Linked DNA regions of Mus musculus: regions 2, 3, 4 and 5 are each linked to region 1. A link is a contact called in public HiChIP or PLAC-seq data. All regions are on one chromosome and are shown on one strand. Each heading gives the region's core, a stretch centred on a gene start, on an enhancer-like site or on the middle of the called end of the contact. The rest is flanking DNA. Distances are from core to core; before and after follow the strand shown.

What was found. HiChIP or PLAC-seq counts read pairs in DNA pulled down with a chosen protein or histone mark.
Region 2: a FOXA1 HiChIP or PLAC-seq map of pancreatic cancer cells shows a contact between it and region 1. The contact joins the promoter of Usp40 here to the promoter of Arl4c in region 1. A contact is called at or near these places in 5 of 39 promoter capture datasets (the 3T3-L1 cell line, hippocampal neurons, liver and 2 more) and 2 of 115 datasets of contacts at active chromatin or transcription factors (astrocytes and pancreatic cancer cells).
Region 3: a contact with region 1 is called in an H3K27ac HiChIP or PLAC-seq map of bone marrow-derived dendritic cells, with 13 times the contacts expected there. The contact joins the promoter of Ugt1a6b here to the promoter of Arl4c in region 1. A contact is called at or near these places in 1 of 39 promoter capture datasets (embryonic stem cells) and 2 of 115 datasets of contacts at active chromatin or transcription factors (bone marrow-derived dendritic cells and pancreatic cancer cells).
Region 4: a contact with region 1 is called in an H3K27ac HiChIP or PLAC-seq map of bone marrow-derived dendritic cells, with 18 times the contacts expected there. The contact joins the promoter of Ugt1a6a here to the promoter of Arl4c in region 1. A contact is called at or near these places in 3 of 39 promoter capture datasets (the 3T3-L1 cell line, hippocampal neurons and liver) and 3 of 115 datasets of contacts at active chromatin or transcription factors (bone marrow-derived dendritic cells, embryonic forebrain and forebrain).
Region 5: a contact with region 1 is called in a CTCF HiChIP or PLAC-seq map of the NIH/3T3 cell line, with 8 read pairs. The contact joins the enhancer-like site here to the promoter of Arl4c in region 1. A contact is called at or near these places in 3 of 39 promoter capture datasets (the C10 cell line, cranial neural crest and embryonic stem cells), 1 of 15 datasets of contacts at CTCF or cohesin (the NIH/3T3 cell line), 4 of 115 datasets of contacts at active chromatin or transcription factors (the NIH/3T3 cell line, bone marrow-derived macrophages, embryonic forebrain and 1 more) and 1 of 9 other capture datasets (pancreatic islet).

What each region holds. Positions count from the first base shown.
Region 1 is chr1:88,699,451-88,705,200 of GRCm38.p6, forward strand. Arl4c (ADP-ribosylation factor-like 4C) reads right to left here and starts at 2,741. Exons shown (of 1, transcript NM_177305.4): 1 at 1-2,741. The coding sequence starts at 2,214. The coding sequence ends at 1,636.
Region 2 is chr1:88,005,391-88,011,140 of GRCm38.p6, forward strand. Usp40 (ubiquitin specific peptidase 40) reads right to left here and starts at 3,161. Exons shown (of 32, transcript NM_001198573.1): 1 at 3,048-3,161; 2 at 1,835-2,052. The coding sequence starts at 2,033.
Region 3 is chr1:88,099,796-88,105,545 of GRCm38.p6, forward strand. Ugt1a6b (UDP glucuronosyltransferase 1 family, polypeptide A6B) reads left to right here and starts at 3,462. Exons shown (of 6, transcript NM_201410.3): 1 at 3,462-3,583. All of the region lies in intron 1 of Ugt1a10 (UDP glycosyltransferase 1 family, polypeptide A10), which reads left to right. The region is part of intron 1 of Ugt1a9 (UDP glucuronosyltransferase 1 family, polypeptide A9); the gene reads left to right. The region is part of intron 1 of Ugt1a8 (UDP glucuronosyltransferase 1 family, polypeptide A8); the gene reads left to right. It also overlaps Ugt1a7c.
Region 4 is chr1:88,131,340-88,137,089 of GRCm38.p6, forward strand. Ugt1a6a (UDP glucuronosyltransferase 1 family, polypeptide A6A) reads left to right here and starts at 3,470. Exons shown (of 6, transcript NM_145079.3): 1 at 3,470-3,596. All of the region lies in intron 1 of Ugt1a10 (UDP glycosyltransferase 1 family, polypeptide A10), which reads left to right. The region is part of intron 1 of Ugt1a9 (UDP glucuronosyltransferase 1 family, polypeptide A9); the gene reads left to right. All of the region lies in intron 1 of Ugt1a8 (UDP glucuronosyltransferase 1 family, polypeptide A8), which reads left to right. It also overlaps Ugt1a7c and Ugt1a6b.
Region 5 is chr1:89,242,786-89,248,535 of GRCm38.p6, forward strand. No RefSeq gene overlaps it. Among named protein-coding and RNA genes, the nearest start is that of Gm41913, 140 kb to the right of the region's middle. Within about 2 kb of position 2,961, at least 40 of the 459 cell types and tissues checked have an H3K27ac peak or open chromatin away from gene starts, as enhancers often do. A contact at or near this core is called in the NIH/3T3 cell line and pancreatic cancer cells, where this site is marked.

The DNA.
Region 1 (5,750 bases), core at 1,491-3,990:
TATTCTTTCACTTCATCTATTTTCCAAAGCCTCTTTCAAGTAAACTGTGAAGTGCCTGAGTACCAGTGACCATGACGTCACACGCCTGCTTCCTTCTCTTCTCAAGCACTCATTGTTGTTTGCCTTTAACCAAAAGTGCTGGCTGGCTCTGAGGCCAGGCCGGCTCCCACCAGGGTGATTTCCAAAGGACTTCTTCCTCTAGACTTTTCCTCTCTTCAATTCCATGCAAACGGGGTTAGCTTTTACAAGGTGGGGTTTTATTCTTCTGGTGAGTGATATCAAATATTCTAATGACACATTTTGAGTAAAATACTGAAACCAGATAGGTCACAAAGACCCAGCTCAGAAATCTGAACATGTCTTCACTTGCAGTACCAAGGGCCACAAAAGGGCAAAGTCCTTTTCTCCTAAGGTGAAGATAATTTATTTGTGGAAGTGTTTTTTGTTGGTTTTTTTTTTTAAATGTCTGAAACCTATCACCACGTGTATTATTATCAGACCCCCTCCCCCTTGTTAAGAAAACCATTTTGCAATTCAGCACACATCTGTAGCTGGTGTGGTCTTCCAAACCAATCAGTAGGCTGAGAGATTTTTAAATTCCACCCAGAGGGTCCAGTTTTTATGCCGATTATGCAGTACCGAGTGCACACACACACACACACATACACACGCACGCGCGCGTACACACACAGCATTAATGTCGAGACCCTCACCCTTTAAGCACCTGTACTGCCACCACCTCCAATGGTTTTTCTGTTCTTTGTTTTATTGGTCTCTTTACGAGAGAATGACCTGCACACGGACAGGGCCTAGGCCATCTGGAAGAGGTCTCATCCCAGGCTGAAAAGCAGTTCTCAACAAAACCACACACACCCACCCCTGGAAAGTGGCGTCTTCCAGGCCATTCCCAGCCAAGTCCAGAAACACAGCATCCTGGGCCTTCCAGCTGCCGCATGGTCCGAGGCAGTCCTCTGGATGGCCTCAAACCACCACCTCCTTTGGGCCCAGAGTAGGACAAATGAAATCGCAACAGGGACCTGCCCTGTGCCATAAAATTACTCAGTTTCCATAGCTCCAGAATGAAAGGAGCGGTCATCCCCACCCTCCCATCAGTACACTCCAGCGCCTACCCGTCCCCTTTCGGGTATCCCCCCCCAGGGTTCTGTGTGAACTGCATACCTCAGGTAACTCACACGTGATTCCCCCCCGCAGTGGGGGCTGGGCAGTCTGAACTTCTGGCCCTGCTGGAGCAAGAAGAAATCGCTTTTGTCTCTCTGACATCCAAGCTTCCCACCTGGGGCCAGAGGGCACACCACGGGACCCTTGCGTCCTCACGTCCACTCCCCACCGGTCCCCCCCACCCTATCCCACCGGTAGCTCAAGCATTATAGACAAAAGGTCCTCTGAGCTGGGGTGGGGGGGTGGGGCAGGTGACGAGATGGGTGGCTATGCAGCCTCCACACCCGGCTTAAGTCTCCAAGTCCTGTATTTGGATACAGAGATCGTGTTTTAAAAATTCGAATCATCGCTTTGGTTCGTTGTCTTTGTTCGCGGGTTCTCGCTCAACCCAGACGTCCATTCATTCACTCACTGGCTTGCTCGCTCAGCCTTGCTCCAGATCGCTGCTCTAGCGCATTACCGCTTCTTCTTCTGCTTGAGAGACTTCCTGCGTTTCAGGATCATCTCATAGAGCTTGTCCATGCCCTCGGTGAGGCCCTCGCCGATGATGGCGCACGCCGGCTGGACATGGTAGGTGGTGGCCGGGATGAGCTCGTGCAGCGCCAGTTGCTTCTCAATCTCGGCCACCGGCAGCGACTTAGGCAGATCCTGCTTGTTGGCGATAACCAGGAGCGGTGTGCCCTGGTTCTCCGCAAACTTGGTCACCTTGTGCAGCTCCGTCTTGGCCTCCTCCAGCCGGTCCACGTCCACCGAATCCACCACGTAGATGATGCCGTCCGTGCAGCGGCTGTAGGACTTCCACAGCGGCCGTAGCTTCTCCTGGCCGCCCACGTCCCAGAAGTGGCAGCTGATGCCCTTGGCAGTGCCGTTGCTCAGTTTGATCTTCTCGGTGTTGAAGCCGATAGTGGGCACAGTGTTCACGAATTCGTTGAACTTGAGCCGGTAGAGCACCGTAGTCTTGCCGGCCGAGTCCAAGCCCAGCATAACGATGTGCAGAGACTGGAAGGCCGAGATGTTGGAGGAGATGTTGCCCATGGCTCCTCGCTGCGGCGCCGGCCACTGCGACTGCGGCTGCGGCGGGAGGGCGCCGCCCCCCGAGCAGTCACAGGCCCTCTGCGGCCGGGCGCACCTGGGCCCCGCCCGTTGCTGGACCCGGTGGGGTCTCGGCGTCCCCGCGGCGCACGGCCAGGCGCGCTTAGGCTCGGAGGGGCCGGCTCCCTGGCCCGCCTGGTGCGTGCTCCGCGGGCATCTTTCTCCGGAGGCTTTGTCTCTCGCGCAGCCGCCACGGACAGACGCCGCGGTGTAGGATGTCTGCGCCTTGCGCGGTAGCCCGGCTCGACCTGCGGCTCTCCCGCACCGCGGCTCTGCAGCAGCCTCTGGTCTCGGCGCACCTCGGAGCTGCTCTAGCTCCGGCTCCCGGGAGCGCCGCAAAGGCGCAGGCGGGGCGCGGGCTTCCCCGGCGTCCGAGTTAGCGTAGCTGCCTTGCTGTCCCTGCAGTACTAGGCGCTGCTGCTACCGCCGCCGCCGCCACCAGCCTGCTGCGGCCGGAGGGCGCCGGCCCCGCCCCTCTAGTCCCGCCCACAGGCCACGCCCCTCGCCCGCCACGCCCCGCGGTCTCCCGGGGTCAGGCGGGGTCTTCTCGGTCGGTTGCGTCTTTTCGCGCGCTCCGATCGTTCGAAACTCGCCCAGGCGACCCTTCCCGCCGGCCGCGCGCCGACTGTGGGCCTGGACGCGGACTCTTCCTCCCCAATCCGGTGACGCGTCTTTTAAAAATAGCTCCGGGCTCCGGAACCCCCGCCCGGGGCCTAGCCCGCAGCTGGCCGGGCAAAGGCAGCGACTGCAGAGGGCTAGGGCGGTGAGACTGCGGCACCGACGCAGGAGGGCGGAGGAGAGGAGCTGACCTCCTTGAGCCTGCAGCCCTGCTGCTGCCCACTCCTAATCCATTTCCACCGCGTGGTTTCACGCTCTTTGGTGCCCTAGTGTCTTGGTCCCTATTCTTCCTTGATGCGTATGCTCCCTAAGTCTAGGGTGTGCCCAGGAGGCTCAGTTAAGACTACCTACCACCCACCTGCCTAGATAACTCCAGACATTTCTTTCTCAGACACCCATTTTGGAGCCTTGCTTTATGCTTCCCCACCCCTTCCCCACCCCCTCCACTCTGCTGACATCCCAGATTAGGTTAGTCTTAAAGCAACCTTTGTCATTCTACCTTGAGAACCTACCAGGGATGGGGTGAGGGTAGGGGATGGGGGAGGTCCAAATCACCTGACCAGGCTTCAGGAAAGCTAGGTCACTAGAAGACCCTAGCTAGCTTGGAGCTGGTGGTGTGATGAGTCACAAATACATATTTTCTGGGTTCCATTTCGTGACTCCATTCAGTGGTTTTATCCTACCTTGTAAAACGTAGCAAATGAATATTATTTCTGCATGTGGAGGGAAGTCGGGGGGGGGGTGATTATGAGTGACACAGGTTTGATGATGATGGGAACTAGAGATGACAGCCAAGGGGAAAATGGTTTACATTTGTGTAGGTCAGGCTTCTGGGTCAGAAAAGGTTGCAAATGTAATCCAGGGAAAGAAAATAAAAATGCTTATCATTTGTGATCTTAAAAATTATATATATACACACACACACAGAGAGAGAGAGAGAGAGAGAGAGAGGAACCTTCCTTTCTAATGCTGTTATAATACATGATTTCATTTGTACTAAAGCCTGTGAGAAAAATCACACCTGTTCAATTCCATCTTTTAATTCTCACAACTCCAAAAGCCAGTCTAGGCTTCCACCAGCTAGACTCAAGCCCAGGGACTGGTGATGGATGTTGGTGCTGGCAAGGTCCACTCAGATTACCTGTCCAGCTTGCTAGAGGAGGAAATTTAGGTCTGTGTGCTGGTACTTGCTAAGGGGACCTCAGTGCAGACAGCCTGCCTAAGATCAGTGATGCATTGGTTCTGGGATGCTTTCCAATGGGCACCCCCTCCCCCCCCCCCCCAAAAAAAAACAGGGGCACAAAAATTTGTCTCAAATTAATCTCAAATTGAGTTGGCAAAGTGATAAATACATTAATATAGTTCTGGATACATGGAAAATGTTTAGGATAAGGGTTTTCTCTTCTGGCATGGCTGGATCCTGGAGCTCACCACTAGACACTAGGCCAAATCTTCACCCGTCCTCAGTTTCCCTCTGTGCCCATCCTTTTAACTCCTGTGGCCTCACATCCTTTTGTTTGGGACCTAGAAGGAAAGGGCCTTCAACAAAAGTTCAACTTCAACAAAAGTTCAGAACACACATTTCTTTGGCCTGCCTCGTCTGCTTCAGATCCAATACTTGGATTGACATGGCTCCAGCCTAAAATGTGGTGGTTCCCACAGAAGAATTCAGGGACCCCAAAAGGGCAGATAGACAAAAATAAATGACTTGAGGGGCAGTGAAAATGGCTGAGTGGGTGTCTGCTGTGAAGCATGGATTACTGAGTTCCATCCCCGGCTCCTACACATGGGAGGAGCGAAAAGATTTCTGAAAGTTGTCCTCTGTCCTCCACATGTAATGTGTTTGTGCATGCACATGCATACATGCTAAATGTATGTTTTTAAAAATTTAAAAGGCAGTAAATCCAGTTTAATTCATGTCACGTTTGTTACTGGGAAGGCAGAGTTTTGTGTCTGGGGAGGAATTTTCTCTTCTTTCTTGTAGGCATTTCCTAAAGAGAATCTCCTTCTCTGGGTTGAGTCTTTTCTTGCTCTGTCCTCTCTGTCACAGGCAGGTGAGTGGCTACCTTGGGACTTTCAGTAAGGCTCTCACAAATGACCCAGCATATGATATGGTGGTGCCTCTTGCTCCTGTTCCCAGTTGGGATTTGCTTTTACTTTAGAGGAATCAGAGGATAATTTTGATAAGATATGGCACTTGCCTTCTTCTTACTGTTCTGATCACTGCCAGCTGCATCTTGGCTGTGTTTGCTCTCTTTGCATTTTCCACCTCATGGTGTCACTCAGCAGTTAAGGGCTGTCTGTTGTCCAGTACAAAAAACAAAACAAAACAAAACAAAACAAAACAAAACAAAAAAAAAAGCAGATTAATAGACATACAGCCTTCCAGAAGAAAACCATTACACAGCTACTCACTATCTTTGAATAGCTGTGGCCCTCCATTCTAATTTTGCTCACTGGGCAATAAGTTGATTTAACAGCTGATAATTTAACTCCTAATGCATAAAAATATCATTGGGTTGAGGCAAGTGGGAATTTCCTTCAAATGTGGAGTTCAACTGAAAGGCCCTGGAGTTGTAGGGAGGAAAAACAAACAAACAAATATTTACTAACCACACCGGCCAGACACTCCAGACCCACAATGAGCCTCTTTTTCATGACCATCCCTTAAGGTAGATATCCTGGGCCATGCTGACAGACAGGAAGGACTATAGCCACTCCCCCACCAACCTAGAGCTTTCGTCTCTGAAATGTACCTAACCCGAGCGAAGCGGCACTTCTGAGGAGTGAGTGGGATCACAACGGTGTTTGGCAGCGTGCCTGGCACACACAGTGCCCAGTAAATAGTGCCTTTGATATGA
Region 2 (5,750 bases), core at 1,911-4,410, 690 kb before region 1:
TTGCTCTTGCTCCCCTTACCCTCTCCCTCCCTCCCATCCCCCTCCACGTTCTCTCCACATGCTCATGGCCTGCCTCTACTCCTCTTCTCTCTCTACTCCCTCAATCCTCCCCCCCACCCATTGCCCTAAATAAACTGTACTCCATACTAAAAGAGACGGGGAAGGACTTGTCTATTCCTCTCAAGCTCCTGGTATTCTCCATGATCTACTTTGATTCCCCCCCCCCCTTCTCTTTCTCTTTTTGGGGTTTTGAGACAGTCTCACTAGATAGCCCAGGCCAGCCTTAGACTTTTAATCTTCCTGCCTTAATCTCCTGTGTGTGAGACTACAGGTGTGTGCCATATAGCTACTATTCAGTTTCTTTTTCTTCATTTTGTTTTGAGAGAGGGTTAGTCTCATGTGGTTTTGAACTTGGGACCCTTCTCTTGCTCCACCTCCTACATGCTCTCAAGTCTGTTCTTAAGGCTATTTTTTTTCTTTTTTTTTCTTTTTTTTTTTTTTTTTACTTTAAGTTGCCTTTACTTTAAGTTGCCTTTTAACTTCAACCCTATTAAAACCTGGAAGGTCTATATCCTTCTTCATTACTGCTTAGTAATGCTGAAAATTCTGAAGAGTAGAATTACTATCAGGAGGCAACTTTATATAGAGGCTGAGGTCAAGGACACAAGATACCACTCTGAAATCTGTCAGTTCACTGCATTAGAATGGCACACTAGATGTGGACAACAGTAAATATGTCCTAAATCGCTAGAAAAATAAGTCTAGCTCAGAGAAACAGAACATTCCAGAGATCTGATAAACGGTGTGGTAGTGAGAACTCGGCATTTAAGTACAAGCCAAACCAGACTGTCGTCAGAATAGACATGAGCTACATATTCATGAATATTTGGACACCGCCCCCCCCCCAATCCGGATCATGCACAGGTCAAACAAGGCTCATGCTGGAATCAAAGGACACAGAGATGCCAATGAAGGAAGCTGGAGTGTAGAGATGGGAATGGGACAAACATGTTGAGAAATAGGCAAGAAATAAAGGCTTTGGTGAAGACTGCCTGGCTTCCAGCATGTGGTTTCTGGAGAAATAGTCTGTCATCTCGGTAACTCACCACAGCCGTCTAATACAGCTAATCTGTGTAGGTTTTTGTTTCTGTTTCCTTTACAAAGCTCCTTACTTCAATTCCTTTGGGTCTTTGAAATTCATAATTTCCAGGTTTTTGAGTGATGAAGGAGGTGTCTGTACACTATTTTTCATTCCTATCAAGGTCTGGGGCAGACAATGCTAACTAAACAGATTAACATTCCTGTTGTGAATATATTAGTGTTCATACTCCTGAGAGAACTAAAACTCCCAAGAAGCCTCAGCCAGGTTAGCTTCTGAGGCCAAACAAATTCAGTACAGATCAGCTCAGAATCAGAGTTCTCTGAATCTCAGAAATGCAGATATGTAACTATGGATGTGTATAAATAATGTGACAACTTTTCCCACTGCAGAAGTCAAGCTGCATGTGTAACCCTGTCTTAAGTGACCGTTACTCTGGAGAAAGATGAGAGAATTCTCTTTATGTTGTATTTCAAATTATGGGAATTAGAAATACCTTGCCTTGTTTTTGCTGCTGTTGTTATGAAACACTACATCACTACACAGAATAGATTTTTTAAATGGTAAGCTTCATAATTTTCTTCAGAGAACGGCAAATATATGTCTTTCTTTGCAACAATGAAACACATATTGTTGAATCCACCTTAAGATTCGTTTTCTTTTATGTTTTTTTCATAACTAATTACATATAAAGCCCACGGTACATATTATTCAAATGCATGTCACATAGCATACCTCTGAATTCAGGTGTGAAATGAAGCGTCTGAAGAAGGGAGCTGAGGTAACAGGTTCCACCCTGATTTCTGATTCCACTTAAATTGGTGAATTCTCTAGGGGCAGGCGGCTCCAAACCTTTAGTCTTTAATTTCTTCCCTCTTCCATACTGACTACTTGACACACTGGAATAATCCTCTTCAAATAGGTTCCCAAACATGGTGGAACTAAACGCTATCCTTTAAAGAAAATATGTTACATAAATGTTTCCATTCTTTAAATGTACCTCCACCCCCAATTTTCTCTTATTATTCGAGCGTAGCTGTTTTGTTAAATCGTTCTTCAGAAAACACAGTAGTTTGTGTTTTGGAGAAAGCGAGACCTGACTTGTCTTTCCTACCTACACGGGGTCCTGATTAACCTGTGTGATCCTGGACAAGTTATTTTAGCTAACATTTACTTCTATGTAAAATGGGGCTGCGTATTTTTCATAGGTAAATTAAACCAGTCACATGACAAAAGAAAGGTTACTGAGTACAAAGGGCTTGACCCACAAGAACCGATAACTATTCTTGGATTCCACATCACTAAATGAGGGGGGGGGGGAGAGAAGGGGAGGAGCCTTCATCAATTATGAAATCTCAGCTTCCCCCATCCCTTCATACACAGTACCAGATCACAGCGTTTCAGTGACTTAACCCTATCACATTAATCTTGACAGTAGTTTCAGCACTTTGGCCCTAAACTAGAGAGCCAGGAGTAAGTACCTTGAGGAAGAAAAACTCTGGTCATTAGAGCCATGGAGTCCAATGGCCTTCCAAAACATACCCAGGAATCCAACTGCAGAAGTGGGGACCTGCGGGAATCTGTTCTGTTTCTTGTGTGGGGAAGGGACATTTGGGGTAAAACGCTGAGAACACTCTCTTAAGTGATAGGAATGGCCAAAATGCAGTTTTCTTCCTTCCCAACACAGTCCTCTGAACAAAAGCTCAAGAAATGGAACTCGCGAGGCAGGCCTCGAGCTAGCTCGCGGGCTGGCTTCCCGTCACGCCGCTCCAGAGGCCTTGCCGCCCACCAAGCCGCCCAGCGCCCAGGAGCGCGACCAGGCGCGCGTCCCCGCGGCCCGACCCCTGACGCGCTGCCAGCAGAGGCCCGGCGTCTCTCCCCAGGCCGCCGGCGTCGTCCCTACGCTGCCCTCGTCCCTCCCTGCGCCCAGTTCCCCAGCCCCACTTACTGCCTATAGCCCAGACCCCCGCCCCGGCCACAGCACAGAGTAAACGAACTCGCTCCGAACGGGCACCGCCATGCCGAGGAGGCCGTGTCTCTGGAAAGTGATTTCCAACCACCCACCCCCACCCCAGATGCGACTACACTTCCCAGGGTGCGTCGCGCCACGCGGAGATTTATGGGTAGTTATACTGCTCTTTTTCCAGACGGCTTACAAGTTAAAATTTGTATTTATTGCTGCCTGCAAAAAGCGTTGGAGCCACATTCTGTTAGAGCTTTCACCATTTAAGTGGAGTATGTATTTATATAGTCTCTGCTCTAGGATAACAAAAGAACCTTAAAACAGTTTTTCCTCTTCAAAGTATATCTCTGATACAAAACTTGTGAAAATGCTCTACGTTCTGTGAACCTTCTTACATCGCCTTCAATCCACCTTAAGTAGTTTATATATAACCATGCAAGCATGTATGCACACAAAACTGTCTGTCCTGCTGGAGCTCTTCGGATAGGTTACTTCCCATCCTTTGCACAGACCCCATTTGTATCTCCCTCGTCTCCTCCAACCTCTATCAGGATGTGAATGAAGGAAACAGGTGAAATCTAATTTTTATTTCAGCTGAGAGTTTAAGAGATGGAGAACAGGAATAAAGATGGAGGGTGATGGGGGTTGAGGGTGGCAGAGTCCAAGTGACCATCAGTCCAAGGGATTTGTCTTTGGAACATTTGAGGGAGGCTGGTGTGGCTAGAACGCTGAGGAAGTGTTGGGAGGAAAGGACTGGAGATGACCATTGGCTAGGAATAAGGGGTCTGGGCCAGGAAATGGACTGGGAGAGTACACAGCTCTCAGTACTCCAGGTGGAGGACCACTTTGCTTTTTAGCAACCTCCCCTTCACTTTGCTTTCCTGGCCATATCTCTTTCTGTCTTATGGTACTTTATCCTCCTATTTAAAAATCACAGCTATACCTTAAACTTTTATTCCCTGACCAAAACTCAACACTGTAAGCCAAGATCCACAGGCATAGGTGGCTTCCCTCTGGGCAGCTATATCCCCTTACACCCATGTGCTTGTTAGTTAGGTTTTGATTACTTTTTTTTTTTCTTGGTAGGTTGTTTGTTTTTGTACTTTATTTTGTTTTGTTTGTAAACGGGACACAAGCTAGGGTCACATGGAAAGAGGGAACAGATGCTGAGAGAATACCTCTATAAGATTGGCCTGGAGGCAAGTGTGGGGACATTTTCTTGATGAATGATTAATGTGGGAGGACCCAGCCCACTATGGGTGGTGCCAACCTTGGGAAGGTGGACCTGGGTTGTATAAAAAACAAACTGAGTGACCCAGAGGGAACAAGCCAGAGAGCAGGGTTTCTCCATGGCCTCCACTTCAGGTTCTGCCTCTAGTCCCTGCCTTGAGTTGCTGCCCTGCCTTGAGTTCGTGATGAACTGTGAGCTGTCTGAAATGAACCCTTTTCTCCCCACGTTGCTTTTACTGGTGGTGTTCATCACTGCAATAGAAAGCAACCTAGGACAGCCTGGCCTCTTTGTTATGTTCTGACTCATAGTTCCATTCTACCACCTGTCTACGTTCTCCTTCTCTCTCTGGGGTCAACTTACTGCAAGTGGCCATACCCCAAAGTTATCTTATCTCTTGGATTGGCTTACTTTCTGTGTACTTTCTCTAATTCTGGGCACTCAACTGTCCAATCCCTCCCACCCACCCCCATTTCTCACACTTTAGGTCTCTCCATAGACAGTCTTGTCTACATTTGTCTGACCCACTTTATTTTCTGTTCCTTTGTAGTTAAAACTGTAGTTCATCCCATCCTTTTGATTTCTCTTACACAATGAGGCAATATCCAAGAACACATCAAAACAATCATCCATCCTGACCAAGTAGGTTTCATTCCAGGGATGCAGGGATGGTTTAATATACGGAAATCCATCAACGTAATCCACTATATAAACAACACAAAGACAAAAACCACATGATCATCTCGTTAGATGTGGAGAAAGCATTTGACAAAATCCAACACCCATTCATGATAAAAGTCTTGGAAAGATCAGGAATTCAAGACCCATACCTAAACATGATGAAAGCAATCTACAGCAAATCAGTAGCCAACATCAAAGTAAATAGTGAGAAGCTAGAAGCATTCCCACTAAAATCAGTGACTAGACAAGGCTGCCCACTTTCTCCCTACCTATTCAACATTGTACTTGAAGTCCTAGCCAGAGCAATTCAACAACAAAAGGAAATCAAGGGGATACAAATTGGAAAGGAAGAAGTCAAAATATCACTTTTTACAGATGATATGATAGTATATATAAGTGACCCTAAAAATTCCACCAGAGAACTCCTAAACCTGATAAACAGCTTCAGTGAAGTAGCTGGATATAAAATTAACTCAAACAAGTCAATGGCCTTTCTCTACACAAAGGATAAACAGGCTGAGAAAGAAATTAGGGAAACAACATCCTTCTCAATAGTCACAAATAATATAAAATACCTTAGCGTGACTCTAAGGAAGTGAAAGATCTGTATGATAAGAACTTTAAGACTCTGAAAAAAGAAATTAAAGAAGATCTCAGAAGATGGAAAGATCTCCCATGCTCATGGATTGGCAGGATCAATATAGTAAAAATGGCTATCTTGCCAAAAGCAATCTACAGATTCAAAGCAATCCCCATCAAAATTCCAACTCAATTCTTCA
Region 3 (5,750 bases), core at 2,212-4,711, 600 kb before region 1:
TAGGCACAGCAACAGAAGCTCCAAACTTCCAGTCTTAAGTTTGAAGGCCACTTGTGTACCCTCTGCAGTCGGCTGGCTGCCATCTGTGTAGTCAGCACCCTTGAGAAACATCTTGCCTCTGTCTTTTTTGGAATGTTCCCCACAAGGTTGTTTTTTTCAGCATGGGAAAGTGTTGACTTAGATCCTCTGAATGTAATCCCTCAGCATGTGTGAGTTAGTTTTGATGATGTTACAGACTGATAGGGCACTGGGTTTTGTCAGAGAGTCTTTCGTTCAGCAGCCATCCATGAAAACCTTCTGTGTGCCTGGCTCAGTGTTAGGGATGCGACCACTGAATGGAGGTAGCTTTAGCCAGGCAGAAGTTTGTTGACTAATGAAGAAACAGAAGTATGAGCACAGAGAGAACCAATAACAAGGGGCCCAGTGGGGAAACCATGAGATGATGGCAAGTGCATCCCCTGTCCCATATTCCAGTAACACAAGGGACACAAGTTCTACTTACCATCCCTCTCTACTCTATCCACCTTTCCTTCCTTCGGTCTATCAATTCATTGATCCATCTATCCATCTATTTGTGTCTGTGTTTCTACTTCTGTCTTTGTCACTGTCTCTCTCTCTCTCTCATACCTGTGTGCGCATGTGTGTGTATCTATATATATTCATACTGGTGAGTGTGTGTGTGAGTGTGCATGTATGCTCATGCTTGTGAATAAGTGAGTGTGCATGTATGTGTGCTCAGGCTTGTGAGTGAGTGTGCATGTATGTGTGTGTATGCGTGTATAAGCATGAAAGACGACATCACATTGTACTCCGTGTTACTTTCTTCAGTCACCATCTCTCTCTCACTGTAACTGTACTTATCAACCCATCTAGACTGGCTAGCCGGTGAGCACCAGGACTCTTTCTTTCTCTGCCTCCCCAGAGCTGGGATTGCAAGTCCATGCTGTGGTGCCAGGATGCTGCTTCCTGATTCGCTTGGGTACCAAATGCCTGACTAGGGGTGGTGATGAGAGAAAGAAGACAGGACAGGCACACAGCACAACAATGCTGGGATTACTCAAGGTTCTCTGCTTCCTAGCTCACCAATGTGGATAATGACTTTGCCAATTTATCATGGATAATTCTCAGAAACCTAAACAGGTCATGCTCATGTCAAAATACTCATTCACCAGGCACTACACTCACTGGGGCTGCTCACACTCCCTACGTTTCAAGTTTCTTGTAAACATTGGGGGTCCAAACTCAGGTTCTAAATTTGCATGGATTGTTTAAGTAACTTGATGACTTGAGTTGAGTATATCTTTATGTGCCTATAATTATACTCATGTTTGTTTAAACATTAAAAGAACTGTTGGTTTCATCACCAACTTGATACAACCCAGACTCACCTGGATTATCTACTTTGGGTTGGCCTATGGCAGTGTCCATCCGTAGCAGATGGTTCTGCTTGCTGCAATTGATGTAGATCCCACTTGAGAGCGAGAAGCATCATTCCCTGCTTTGGGTCCCTGGACAGCATATGATTAGAGAAAGCTAGCTAAGTCCTAATCATGCACACGTTTATTTTTCTCTGCCCTTGCTTGATGATCTTCTGTCTGCTGTTTCAGGTTCTGCCATCTTACCTTCTCCATAAGGATGGACTAGAATCTGGACTTGCAAGTAAAATAAGCCTGTGTCCGATAAGCTTCTGTTTATCAGAGTATTTTACCACAGCAGCAGAAACAAAACCAGGGAAATTCATGGATTTGGTTTTGCCTTTTTTGTGTTCTGTATTCAGATTTTTTAAGTCTGAAATTGTTCTGTAGGTCTTCTGTCATCTTGTAGGTCCTGGGCCTCTAATTCCTGGGCTTAGGTATCTGAAGGATCTGGAAGGGTGAGTTCTTGAGAAGGGAATTACTCTTCATGGCTGACCTTTCCAGATAGCCCTCAGCTTCTGGAATGAAACTGTCCCCTGTCAACTTTCAGACCTCCTTCCTACTCCAGATGCTAGCTGTTCTTCATTCAATTTGGGGAGCGGCATTATTACCCATACAGGGTGGTTCTATCCCAAGATCTATGCCTTCATTCCACTGGTGTGTGCCCCAAGCCCCATTTGTTGTTCTTCAGAAATCCCTAGGTTAAAGCTGACCTTCCCCTGTATAGGTAGGAAAAATGTAATGCAAGACACCCTGAGCCTGTATCCTCGCCCTTGACTGGACTGAGTCTCCTGCAGCAGTTCTTTAGGGATAAAACATAGAAGTGCCAGGCATGCCACATTCCCTTTTCTGGTGCCCGGTACAGAAACACTCCTGACACCTGCACACCCCTCTCTCTGTGTGTGTGTGTGCGCGCACACACACACACACACACACACACACACACACACACACCAGTCTAAGAAGCAGTAGAGTCAAATCTCATGAACAAAGCTTGCAAGGCACCCTCTGGTGATGCTCTGACAGAACCTTGCTGTCCTCTCCTGCCCTCTTCCTAATTTCAACCTATGACCCCATGGACTTGCTGGAAATAATGAGCCTACCCCTGTCAGTACCCAGGTGAACCTGATGGTTTTCCTAGGAAGGGCCCTGACCTCGGTAAATTGTGTGTCTGTCATAAAGAATCCGAGGCTACATTTCCTCTTGCTTCCCCCAATCCATGCCAGCTTGCTTAAATACATTCTCCAGAAATCTTTTGCTCAGCTGCTCAGCAAGGACATAGGTACAGTGTGCTTCCTTTGTGAGCCTCTGAGGAGTGGTTTCTCATTGCTGTGAGCCAGGTTGGCAGCATCCTCTCTTGTCTCTTTTCATTCTGAGTCAAAAACCCTGATGATGTCCCAGAAGCCAGAGATCTCAAACTGGACCAGTGCCTCAGTGCAATGAACATTTACAAGTGAAGATGTGTGGACAGAGAGACATACTCTGGGATACACTGTGACAGCATTACAGCTTCTACCATGAGATATTTTCTATGCTTTTTGTTTTTGTTTTGCCTGCTTGTTCATGTGTTAAAGGCAAATGGCAGATATGACGGGGATGGTTGATGAGTGGGACTGGGGAGCACAATATGAAACCCACAAAGAATCAACTAAAAGTAAACAAACTAAAAAATAAATAAACATCAACACCCTATCCCCACACTGCTGATGCTCCACTCCAGCTTGGACTGAGTGGAGTCTATTTAAGCCTTAAAGAAAGAACTTTCATCTTGGCTATGTTCCTGCTTGCCTTTTGGGGTGGCCCCTTCAGTCTTGCTTTCCTGAGTCTCAGCTCACTGTGGTGCCAAGATTAAGGCAAGCCCTGGCATGTAGGCTCAAATGTGCATATATGTGACAAGGTCTAGGTGAGCCAGTTTTTTGATGCAAAGAACAACTTCTCCCTGGGCAGCCTGATTTCAACATCCATAACTCCCTGGCCCGCCCTCAGCAGTGATTAACAAACAGAACAAATGTAACCCTCCCTCTTTGGTGGTGGTTAGGAAACCCAGAATTCAGATGCTGGCTGATGGTGGCTGACTGGAAACCGACTTCCAGATTTCTTACTCTTGCTCAAGGGCCCTCATCACGTGCTACCTAGAGGCACAGGTCTCTAACCTTACTATCTGACAGGCAAGTAACAGATTATGTGTGGTGAGAGAGTAATACAGAATTTGAAAGATAAGGGCTTTTGTCTTCCTGTGCAGAGCTTCCCAAATGCCTGTTGATTTCATGAGGGGTGGGAGGGAAACCTGTGCTGTTTGTTTGTGATAAGCTGTTGTACTGTTTTCTTAAAGCTTATGCTTAAGGGGCAACTTTTGGAAAGTTTGTAAGGATGGGGTCTGGAACCAGCTTTGAGATTAGAGGGAAGGGCAGAGAAAGGGATTGAAGTTAGGGTTGATTACTGATCAACGGTAATTTAATCAATCAGCCCATCCCCTGTATTTCATGATGCGGCCCCTATGAAAGCACAGAGGGATTGGGTTGGGGAGCTGCCAGGTTGCTGAAGGTGTGGAGGATAGGTTGCACCAAGAACACAGAGCGGCCATGTCTCTCCCCCAAGCTCTTGGCATTTCTCCACTGCTGTCTTGTTGCACTATGGGTGCTGCTGCTATAATGAACCTCTGACTGAGTGATTTAGTTCTCTGAGTGGTTTGAGCAGAGCTGCTCTGAGGCTGAGTAAAAGAGCCTCTGGTCTGTAGCCAACTCTGCTAAGTGGTTGACTTGACTCATACATGCCTGGTAACACAAGAGCTGTGTGAGTGAAAGTGTGCAGAAGGAAAGGGTCGTTGGTTTTTCCCTTATACACATGTGGAAGGGTCAGCAACCAGCTCCTCCCTCAAAAGGGAGCTGGTTCTGTGCTTGTCTTTCCTGGAGTGACCTTTTACTATTTCATTGAAAATGAGGCACAAGGATAAAATGGACAGGCAGTCCCAATGCAAGTTCACTCACATACAATCTGGTACTCGGAACCTCCTGTATGCTGGACACTGATCTGCATGCTGCAGACTCAATAGAGAGGAACACTGGGTGTGGTAGGGTGGGACATTAGAACACTGATTGGCCACACCTGCACATGCTACTGGTAGTTGGGAGAGAGGCATAAATATACAGAAGGTGAGGATAGCAAGGAAGGGAAGGAGGCCCAGGGCCACATTCTGGGCTGCTGGACCATGGGCTCACTAGGGAAGGTGTCACGGATGGGACACTAGCAGCACTTTAAAGGAAGCAGGTGATCAGAGCTGACATCGTATTTATTATGCATATCATCTAGGGGGAGCTTCTTAGGGATTCTATGGCTATAAAGAGACACCATGACCACAGCAACTTGTAGAAAGGAAAACAGGCAATTGGGGCTGGCTTACATTTGAGAGCTTTAGTCCATTATGGTCGGGGGGTGGGGGGGTGGGAAGCATGGCATCAGGCAGGCAGACATGGTACTGGAGAAAAAGCCAGGAATTCTACATCTGGATTGGCAGGCAGCAGGGAGGGGGAGACACATTGGGCCTTGGCTGGAGCCCCTGAAACCTCAAAGGCCACCACCAGTGACACCTTTCCTCCAACAAGGCCACATCTACTCCAAGGCCATGCCTCCTAACTTTTTAAATAGTGCTACTTCCTATTAGCCCACAGGGGCCATTTTCATTTAAACCACCAAAGGGAGGGCTTGAAAGCTGCAGCCCTCTGCTCACATCAGCCCTGAGCTCTGCCTTCCCTGGAACATGCTTATCATATGTGCTCCAGGTCGCTCTCACTCTCCAGAGTTCTGTCATTTCAGAGAGAGCAATGCTATGCATCAATAAGAAAGGCTTGGGCCATAGGTGGGAAAGTTTATTTGATATCAAACAAGGAGATTCAAAATAAATTCTTGGAGCCCAGTGGCATTTGGAGCCCATTTTAGAACATGAACACAGTTTTCTGCTAGCAATACCAAAATGGTCACTTGCTTTTCTGAGCACATCTTCCTCCAAGGGTGCTGTGGAATTTCTGGAAAGTTCAGGCTATGTGGCATTGCAACAGAACAAACTGTAATGCAAATTAGGGATTTCCAGCTGTTCCCTAGGAGGCCAACCAGTTAATGGACTGGAGAAAAACATCAAGCAAAGCAACTTTTAGACAGTTTTCTATCCTCCCAACCTGTTGTATGTTAACAAAATGGGTTTATTCTTCTCTTGAATATGTCAACTTTGTTGGGTATGTCAACTTTGATTTTTAAAATAGTCCCTTTGACTTCTTTAGCCCACAGGAGCATTGTGAAGGTCTCTGAAGGCCTTGTATATTAGACTTAGACTCTCTCCTA
Region 4 (5,750 bases), core at 2,220-4,719, 570 kb before region 1:
TGAGTCCCACCACTATTGATTCATGTCATTGTGGGCAATTTGGGGCCTTGGTAGCTCTGGAGTTGGGAGGCCAGTGGTCATAGGCACAGCAACAGAAGCTCCAAACTTCCAGTCTTAAGTTTGAAGGCCACTTGTGTACCCTCTGCAGTCAGCTGGCTGCCATCTGTGTAGTCAGCACCCTTGAGAAACATCTTGCCTCTGTCTTTTTTGGAATGTTCCCCACAAGGATGTTTTTTCAGCATGGGAAAGTGTTGACTTAGATCCTCTGAATGTAATCCCTCAGCATTTGTGTGTTAGTTTTGATGATGTTACAGATTGACAGGGCACTGGGTTTTGTCAGAGAGTCTTTCATTCAGCAGCCATCCATGAAAACCTTCTGTGTGCCTGGCTCAGTGTTAGGGATGCAACCACTGAATGGAGGTAGCTTTAGCCAGGCAGAAGTTTGCTGACTAATGAAGAAACAGAAGTATGAGCACAGAGAGAACCAATAACAAGGGGCCCAGTGGGGAAACCATGAGATGATGGCAAGTGCATCCCCTGTCCCATATTCCAGTAACACAGGGACACAAGTTCTACTAACCATCCCTCTCTACTCTATCCACCCATCCTTCCTTAGGTCTATCAATTCATTGATCCATCTATCCATCTATCTGTGTCTGTGTTTCTACTTCCCTCTTTGTCACTGTGTCTCTCTCTCTCATACCTGTGTGCGCATGTGTGTATCTGTATATTCATGCTTGTGAGTGTGTTTGAGTGTGCATGTATGCTCATGCTTGTGAATAAGTGAGTGTGCATGTATGTGTGCTCAGGCTTGTGAGTGAGTGTGCATGTATGTGTGTGTATGCGTGTATAAGCATGAAAGACGACATCACATTGTACTCCGTGTTACTTTCTTCAGTCACCATCTCTCTCTCACTGTAACTGTACTTATCAACCCATCTAGACTGGCTAGCCAGTGAGCACCAGGACTCTTTCTTTCTCTGCCTCCCCAGAGCTGGGATTGCAAGTCCATGCTGTGGTGTCAGGATGCTGCTTCCTGATTCGCTTGGGTACCAGATGCCTGGCTAGGGGTGGTGATGAGAGGAAGAAGACAGGACAGGCACACAACACAACAATGCTGGGATTACTCAAGGTTCTCTGCTTCCTAGCTCACCAATGTGGATAATGACTTTGCCAATTTGTCATGGATAATTCTCAGAATCCTAGACAGGTCATGCTCATGTCAAAATACTCATTCACCAGGCACTACACTCACTGGGGGCTGCTCACACTCCCTACGTTTCAAGTTTCTTGTAAACATTGGGGGTCCAAACTCAGGTTCTAAATTTGCATGGATTGTTTAAGTAACTTGATGAATTGAGTTGAGTATATCCTTATGTGCCTATAATTATACACATGTGTGTTTAAACTTTAAAAGAACTGTTGGTTTCATCACCAACTTGATACAACCCAGACTCACCTAGATTATCTACTTTGGGTTGGCCTATGGCAGTGTCCATCCGTAGCAGATGGTTCTGCTTGCTGCAATTGATGTAGATCCCACCTGAGAGCGAGAAGCATCATTCCCTGCTTTGGGTCCCTGAACAGCATACGAATAGAGAAAGCTAGCTAAGTCCTAATCGTGCACATGTTCATTTTTCTCTGCCCTTGCTTGAAGATCTTCTGTCTGCTGTTTCAGGTTCTGCCATCTTACCTTCTCCATAAGGATGGACTAGAATCTGACTTGCAAGTAAAATAAGCCTGTGTCCGCTAAGCTTCTGTTTATCAGAGTATTTTACCACAGCAGCAGAAACAAAACCAGGGAAATTCATGGATTTGGTTTTGCCTTTTTTTGTGTTCTGAATTGAGATTTTTCAAGTCTGAAATTGTTCTGTAGGTCTTCTGTCATCTTGTAGGTCCTGGGCCTCTAATTCCTGGGCTTAGGTATCTGAAGGATCTGGAAGGGTGAGTTCCTGAGAAGGGAATTCCTCTACATGGCTGACCTTTTCAGATAGCCCTCAGCTTCTGGAATGAAACTGTCCCCTGTCAACTTTCAGACCTCCTTCCTACTCCAGATGCTAGCTGTTCTTCATTCACTTTGGGGAGCGGCATTTTTACCCATACAGTGTGGTTCTATCCCAGGATCTATGCCTTCATTCCACTGGTGTGTGCCCCAAGCCCCATTTGTTGTTCTTCAGAAATCCCTAGGTTAAAGCTGACCTTCCCCTGTATAGGTAGAAGTAATGTTATGCAAGACACCCTGAGCCTGTATCCTCCCGCTGGACTGGACTGAGCCTCCTGGGCAGCAGGAGGGATAAAACTTAGAAGTGCCAGGCATGCCACATTCCCTTTTCTGGTGCCCAGTACAGAAATACTCCTGACAGCTGCACACCCCCCCCTCTCTCTCTGTGCACATGTACACACACACACACACCAGTCTAAGAAACAGTAGAGTCAAATCTCATGAACAAAGCTTGCAAAGCACCCTCTGGTGATGCTCTGACAGAACCTTGTTGTCCTCTCCTGCCTTCTTCCTGATTTCAACCTATGACCCCATGGACTTGCTGGAAACAAGAACAAGCCAGTCAGTACCCAGGTGAACCTGATTTTCCTAGGAAGGGCCCAGGCCTCGGTAAATTGTGTGTCTGTCATAAAGAATACGAGGGTACAGTTCCTCGTGCTTTCCCCAATTCATGCCAGCTTGCTTAAAGACATTCTTCAGAGAGCTTTTGCTCTGCCACTCAGGAAGGACAGAGCTACAGTGTGCTTCCTTTATGAGTCTCTGGGGAGTGGTTTCTCATTGCTGTAAGCTTGTCTCTTTTCATTCTGAGTCAAAAATCCTGTTTATGTCACAAAAGCCAGAGATCTCAAACCAGACCAGTGCCTCACTGCAATGAACATTAGCAAGTGAACATGTGTAGACAGAGAGACATACTGTGGGACACACTGTGACAGTATTACAGCTTCCATGATGAGATATTTTCAATGCTTTTTTGTTTTTGTTTTGCCTGCTTGTTTATGTGTTAAAGGCAAAGAACAGACACCAGGGGGATGGGTGACCAGTGGGCTGGGAAGCACAATTTGAAACCCACAAAGAATCAATTAAAAGCAAAACAAAACAAAAAACTCCAACTCCCCTCCTCCCTCCCACGCTGATCCTCCACCCCTGCTTGGACTGAGTGGAGTCTTTGTAAGCCTTAAAGAAAGAACTTTCATCTTGGCTATGTTCCTGCTTGCCCTTTGGGGTGGCCCCTTCAGTCCTGCTTTCCTGAGCCCCAACCGACTGGGGTGCCAAGGTTAAGGCAAGTACTGGCAAGCTGGTTCCAATATGCATATGCCTGACAAGGTCTGGGTGAGCCAGTTCCTTGATTCAAAGAACAATTTCCTCCAGGGCAGCCTGATTTCAACATCCATAACTCCCTGGCCCGCCCTCAGCAGTGATTAACAAACAGAACAAATGTAACCCTCCCTCTTTGGTGGTGGTTAGAAAACCCAGAATTCAGATGCTGGCTGATGGTGGCTGACTGGAAACCGACTTCCAGATTTCTTACTCTTGCTCAAGGGCCCTCATCACGTGCTACCTAGAGGCACAGGTCTCTAACCTTACTATCTGACAGGCAAGTAACAGATTATGTGTGGTGAGAGAGCAATACAGAATTTGAAAGATAAGGGCTTTTGTCTTCCTGTGCAGAGCTTCCCAAATGCCTGTTGATTTCATGAGGGGTGGGAGGGAAACCTGTGCTGTTTGTTTGTGATAAGCTGTTGTACTGTTTTCTTAAAGCTTATGCTTAAGGGGCAACTTTTGGAAAGTTTGTAAGGATGGGGTCTGGAACCAGCTTTGAGATTAGAGGGAAGGGCAGAGAAAGGGATTGAAGTTAGGGTTGATTACTGATCAACGGTAATTTAATCAATCAGCCCATCCCCTGTATTTCATGATGCGGCCCCTATGAAAGCACAGAGGGATTGGGTTGGGGAGCTGCCAGGTTGCTGAAGGTGTGGAGGATAGGTTGCACCAAGAACACAGAGAGCGGCCATGTCTCTCCCCCAAGCTCTTGGCATTTCTCCACTGCTGTCTTGTTGCACTATGGGTGCTGCTGCTGTAATGAACCTCTGACTGAGTGATTCTCTGAGTGGTTTGAGCAGAGCTGCTCTGAGGCTGAGTAAAAGAGCCTCTGGTCTGTAGCCAACTCTGCTAAGTGGTTGACTTGACTCATACATGCCTGGTAACACAAGAGCTGTGTGAGTGAAAGTGTGCAGAAGGAAAGGGTCGTTGGTTTTTCCCTTATACACATGTCGAAGGGTCAGCGACCAACTCCTCACAAGGGAGCTGGTTCTGTCTTATCCTTCCTTGAGTAACCTTTTACTATTTGATTGAAAATGAGGCACAAGGATAAAATGGACAGACAGTCCCAATGCCAGTTTACTCACACACAAACTGGTACTCGGAGCCTTCTGTATGCTGGACACTGATCTGCATGCTGCAGACTCAATAGAGAGGAACACTGAGTTTGGTAGAGAGGGACATTAGAACAATGATTGATCCCACCCTGCACATGCTACTAATAGTTGGGAGAGGGATGCATAAATACACAGAAGGTGAGGTAATGATAGCAAGGAAGGGAAGGAGGCCCAGGGCCACAGACTGGGCTGCTGGACCCTGGGCTCAACAGGGAAGGTGTCACGGATGGGACACTAGCAGAACTTTAAAGGAAGTAGGTGATCAGAGCTGACATCGTGTTTATTATGTATATCATCTAGGGGGAGCATCTTAGAGGTTCTAAGGCCATAAAGAGACATCATGACCACAGCAACTCATAGAATGGAAAACAGGTAATTGGGCCTGGCTTACTTTTGAGAGCTTTAGTCCATTATGGTCATGGCAGGAAGCATGGCAGCAGGCAGGCAGACATGGTGCTGGAGAAGAAGCCAGGCATTCTACATCTGGATTGGCAGGCAACAGGGAGGGGGAGACACATTGGGCCTTGGCTGGAGCCCCTGAAACCTCAAAGGCCACCATCAGTGACACCTTTCCTCCAACAAGGCCACATCTACTCCAAGGCCATTCCTCCTAACTTTTTAAATAGTGCAATTTTTTATGAGCCCACAGGGGCCATTTTCATTTAAACTACCAAAAGGAGGGCTAGAAAGCTGCAGACCTCTGGTCACATCAGCCCTGAGCTCTGCTGTCCCTGGAACATGCTTATCATATGTGCTCCAGGTCGCTCTCACTCTCCAGAGTTCTGTCATTTCAGAGAGATCAATGCCATGCATCAATAAGAAAGGCTTGGGCCATAGGTGGGAAAGTTTATTTGATATCAAACAAGGAGATTCAAAATACATTCTAGGAGCCCATTGGCATTTTGGAGCCCATTTTAGGAAATGAACACAGTTTTCTCTTAGCAATACCAAAATGGTCATTTGCTTTCCTAGAGCATCCTCCCCAAGGGTGCTGTGGAATTTCTCGAAGGTTCAGGCTATGTAGCATTGCAACAGAACAAACTGTAATGCAAATTAGAGATTTCCAGCTGTTCCCTAGGAGGCCAGCCAGTTAATGGACTGGAGAAAAACATCAAGCAAAGCAACTCTTAGACAGTTTTCTGTCCTCCCAACCTGCTGTATGTTAACAAAATGGATTTATTCTTCTCTTGAATGTTAGCCAGGAAGTGTCTGCGTGTGTTTGGGTATGTCAACTTTGATTTTTAAAATAGTCCCTTTGACTTCTTTAGCCCACAGGAACATTGTGAAGGTCTCTGAAGGCCTTGTATATTAGA
Region 5 (5,750 bases), core at 1,711-4,210, 540 kb after region 1:
ATTAGCTGAAACCCAATCCCAGGACAGGAAGTTTCATTTGGTGACAAGACATAACCAGTAGGGATATTGCTTCCCCAGTGTTTGGTGATTCCATGTAGATTACCTCCATATATGTATATGTCCTAGGAAGTTTCTACTGCCTTAAGTGTCCATATCACCTCTCACACACCCCTTAATTTCAGGTGTCGCTCCCCATCTTCCCACCTACAATCTCCTCCTCCACCTCCCCACTGGATCCTCCCATCCCAGCCTCTCTCACCCTCCCACACCTATCTCTTCTACTTCCCTTTCCTGATGACATCTATCTGTCCCCCAGTCCCTTACTCTGTTCCTAACCTCTGTGGTTCTGCAGTGTGTGGCTTGGTTATCATTGACTTAACAGCTACTATCCACATGGAAGCAACTATATACCATATTTATCTTTCTGGGTCTGGGATACTTCACTCAGGATCATTTGTTTTTTGTTTTTTGTTTTTTTTTTCTGTTGTTCCATCCATTTGTCTGCAAATTTCATGATGTCATTTTTTTTAACAGCTGAGTTACCCCATTGTGTAAATGTACCACTTTAAAAAAATCTATTCTTCTGTTGAGGAACATCTAGGTTTCCAGTTTTTGACTATTAGACTAGAGCAGCAGTGAACATGGCTGAGCTAGTGTCTCTGTGGCAGGATGGAGCATCCTTTGGATGTATTCCCGAGAGTGGTATAGCTGGATCTTGAAGTAGATCAATTCCCATCTTCCTAAGGAATGGCCACACCGATGTACATAGCGGCTGTATGAGTTTGCAAATGGATGCGTGCTCCTCTTGCTCAACATCCTCCTCAGTCTGGGCTGTCACTTGTTTTAATGATCTTAGTCTGAATGGTGTTTTCTAAATTGTCATGAGTTGCAAGGAATACCAGTGAGGGTGGTGATGGTGATGATGATGCTGGTGAAGATGGTGATGGACGGTGATGATGGTCGCAGTACTAATGATAAGAGTGATGATGGTGATGATGATGGTGGTGATGATGGTGGTGATAGTGGTGATAAGAATGATGGTGGTGGTGGTGATGAGGATGATGGTGGTGGTGGTGATGAGGATGATAGTGGTGATGGCAATGGTGATCATGATGTTGCTGATGGTGATGGTTATGGCTGATGATAATGATGAAGATGATGAAGATGGTGGTAAGGGTGTGGATAACGATCATGGTGATTACTGTGGATGGAGAAGATGATGAGGGGCAGCAATGGTGATGGTAATTATGTGCAAGGGCCCAGCAAAGGAGTACCACCCACCTTTTGCAAGGAGGCTCAAGGCTGTTCTCCTCTGGTTCCTCTCTCGCTCTGTGTCTCTGTTGACCACACAGTTTGTTTGTTTGTTTGTTTGGTTGGTTGGTTGGTTTTTTTTTAAATCTACCTGGAGCATTTAGGGTGTCTGTTGTCGTTTACAATGAAACAGTAGTACTCTAGTGTCCCTCAGTCCTATTTTGTGATGAATGGAATGATCTGGGTGAAGCTGACCTCAAGAGCGCTGTCTGTGAGTGCTCAGCACTTCAGCCTGGTTTAAATTTGGACCAAAATACCCAAAAAAGACTCAGTTTGAGGTGCAGAAAACCCATGAGCCTTACACTCTGGGCTATCAGATTTTGGTCTGCATGGCTGCTATCAACACCAAATCCACAGGGGCACTGTCCAGAGGGGGTGTGAAGGGAGCCAGATACTCTGAGCACAGGGGCCATGGCTCCCAAGCTGCTGTCTTATATTTGGGGACATGTGTGTCACACTTGGAGGAAGAGTAGGGACTCCCAGGCACCTTCTACCTGCCAGGCCCTTGAGCTGAGCAATATCATTTGCAGGGTAGAGTGGTCCAGTGGGCAGGACAGGCCTTCTGCCTTGGTGGACAAGGCCAAATAAAGCTGCCACTTGTATCACCACACAGACAACGCATGGCGCACCTCTTAGAAACAGACACAGTCCCTCTGTGTAAATGGAAAAGTAGTAGGCGGTCTTTTTTCATAGTTACCGTTTATACTTCTGTCTCTGAAATTTGAGGCATGTGACACAGAAAACGCTGTCGCTAGATTTGCAGAGGCATCGTGAAAATCCTAAAAGCCTCTAGGTCTGGCTTGACAGGTCTATTTTCAGAAGGATGTTAAATCTTTTAAAGGTTATCGCTTATAAACTGGATACTATTGTCTTATTGGAACAAGGATGAATATCTAGACTAGTCCATATAATCTATTTCTAGAGCTGAATGTTATTATTCATTTACTGGAACAAAAGTGAACTTCTGTAATATTCCATATAAGGTTTTGCAGAACAAGTTCAAGAAGGAGAATTCAAAGCAAACGCCCAATGGCCCGAGGTGAGCCATTAGCAAAGTAACATCTTGCAGAGATGACAGATGGGAAAGAGAGGGATGCATTCCTCTCATCTGAACTAGCTCCCGGCAGAGGGAAGAGTCCTCAAAACAATGGACCGAAATCCTTTCCTAAAACAAGCCCTCTGGGCCCCCTGTCAGAACCCCACTAATCGCTTACTGATCTCCCCACCCTGTAGCTGAAGCCTGGCTCACAACATTTACAGCTAAGTACATTATTAAACAACGTTTGCCAATCCCTGGGGGAAATGTGGCAAGGAATGAATAATTCTGAAAAGATTCTGGCATCTGTGTGCATTAACCACAAACGGCCATTAAGTCGGAGCAGTGAGAAAGCAGGCTGCTGGATGCAGAGCTAAAACCGGAAGACATGCTGCTCCCTCCCTCACCCCCCACCCTGGCCCTGCTTCACCTTTTGTAGGAGGGGGCCAAGGCCTGGTCCCCACCCACAGTCAGCCCCAGGGTCACCTTCTCTCCCTTTGATCCCTACAATGAAACAACCTAATTCCTCCTCAGCAGCTTCACCAAACACGGCAGTCAATCACTGCCCTGGACTTCTTTGAGGTTCCTGAAGCACCTCCAACCTCAAGGCCAAGCAGAGCTTGCAAGTAACAAGCAGCCTTAGAGGCTCTTCTTGCAGCCAGCTCTAGTGTACAGTGGCCTGCAGTATACACTGCCTCGGGCCAAAGATGGGAGCACAGTCCCCATGGCAGCTAGCCCCCTCCCCTTGTCGTCTGTCTCACACTTGGTGTTCCAGGAATGATTTTGATTCCGGATGCTGTGTTGTCAGGGAGATGGCTGCACTGACCTTTGGTGTATTTATATAGTTGGGATGTTAGCTGATGACAGTCTGAATCCAGCTTTGTGTTTGTCAAATAGGACCAAGCCTCTTCTGGTTGCAAGAATAGAGGATCAGAAAGAGGTTGGGAAATCTTGGAAGTAAAGATGGTGAGGGAGGGTCTCTATGAACATGGGACGGCTTTGCTCCATGTCAAATGGAGCCGGAACTCAGCCAGTATCCTCATGGAGTGTCTCCTTAGCCCAGTGTTGTGTCACACTAAGTCGCTCTCTCTCTCTCTCTCTCTCTCTCTCTCTCTCTCACACACACACACACACACACACACACACACACATACACACACACACACAAATGGGGGAGGGGGATAGTGTCAGGAAAGACAGATCCTAAAGTCAAGGCACAGAAAAGATAAGACTCTTTCTTATTTACTGCTAAGGAAAGTATTGTTCCTTGTTGTAGGTTTACTGCTCTTCCAGAGTCTGGGGACAGCTAGGTTAACCTAATTTTCAGGTGAGTAAGTATGACCTCCCTAGAAAGGTGACCAGCATTACCTGGCACCTGAATAACAAAGAGTTATGTGATAACATCTTCCCTGGGTGGATGCTGGAAGCCTGCTGCCTCTGAGGTTAGGGATAGTGACATTATGAGGTAAGTGTCACCTGGATGGTGACCTTTCCTTACCCTCCTCCATTGGCCCTGTTATGCTGCTGGACTGCTGGGCTTTCAATGTCCATAGGAAGGGCTGAATCCTGCTGTTATGACATTTTGGTAATGCATGGCACACCAAATCAGAAATCTTTGTTAAAGAATTCCCAATGACCATGGTGTTTTTAGATGTGAGGAGGTTGTCTCAGATTCTCTGCCTAGGTCCAGCCTTGGCTTGGTCAGGAGTTCTGAGGAAGGGGCGTTTAGAAGCACCAGAAGAAATGACTTAAAGTCAATTTTAGATACAAGCTGACAGCTCTGTATTCTGCTCAAGACAGCTCTCCAGAGATCTCTAGACAGCTCAGCTCTTGCAGACCAAAACCCAGGTTTTTATTTGCATATTAGTTCAGTCATTTACTCTGGCTCCCTTTTAATTATCTCATAAATTAACATTTTATGATCTTAGCCCCTTGACTCTTAGAAAGGGACAGCAAGTTCTTTTTTTTATTATTTATTTTATTTTATTTTATTTATATGAGTACACTTTAGCTGTCTTCAGACACACCAGAAGAGGGCATCAGATCCCGTTACAGCTGGTTGTGAGCCACCATGTGTTTGCTGGGAATTTAACTCAGGATCTCTGGAAGAGCATCTTTTAACCACTGAGCCATCTCTCCAGCCCCCAAGTTCATTAAAAAAAAAAAAAACATAGTAAATGAACTCAGAGATCTGCCTGCCTTTGTCAGCACAAACAATAAGTTTAGCTGGGTGGGATCTTGTCCTAAGATTATCATTTCCACCAGGCTTGTACCTAAATTTGCTGTCTCAGGCTGACCTTGAACTCAAAAATTTGCCTGCCTTTGAATCTTTCTGACAAGCTAGCTCATTAACAAAACTGCCTTTGTTCTTTTAGGCCAGTGAATCTCCTCATACAATTCATATTGCATCCTTAAATTTTGCATAGTTGAGAAATCATACATTCTTGAACTCATGCTTTCAGGGCTCTTTCCCACAGCCTTAAGGGTTGTCTTGAAACTCACATAGCATTTGCTATTTTGCTAAGACACATCCTTCCTTCCCAGACTTATGCTGCGCCTAGTTATCATGGAGTCACTAACTTTGGCATGGAGAACAGTCCCTATAACTTTAGTGAGGAAAACATTTCCCAAAGGAAAAAGCATAAAATAAATTATGTACATTATTATACAAATAAGCCCCATGCCCACAGTGGCCATCAACACTCATGGAGGTCCTTGCCTTGCTTGCTCTGCTCCAAGGGCAGAAACTGTGTCACACTGTCCCTTCTGCAGTGGCCATGCAGGACTCAGCACTTTTCCAGAGCTGGAACAGATAGTTCAAGTGACCTTTGGAGGTCCCAAACCTTGGAATGCATAGTATCTCTTCCCACACTTATCTGGAGAAAATAATATTAAAATAATAATAATAATAATAATAATAATAATAAATAACAAACTGATAAAATAGAAGAAAGATTAGTAAATCTACCAGTATTCTTATTTTTTCCTGTGATAACTGATCAGATAAATTTTACTTTTTAAAAAATTAATATTCTTCATTTTTAAAAAAGAAACACTTTATAATTATAAGGAAATATAAGTGAAAAGAAAATATTCTGGACCCCTCATCATCATCTGGCACATATATGTGCATGTATGCATACATATATACATACATACATACATACACATGTGTGCTGGATAGTTTTATGTCAACTTGACACAAACTGAAGTCATCTGAGAGGAAGGGGCCTCAATTAAGAAGATGCCTCCATAAGATCAGGCTGTAGGCAATGCATAGGGCATTTTTAAAAATAAACAAGACATTCCAGAAGGGACTTGGGAGACAGCTGGTACCCCAGATTTGGAAAGTTTTCTATTAAGTCCTGAAGAGATTGGATGAATTGACTAAAACCGTGACGCC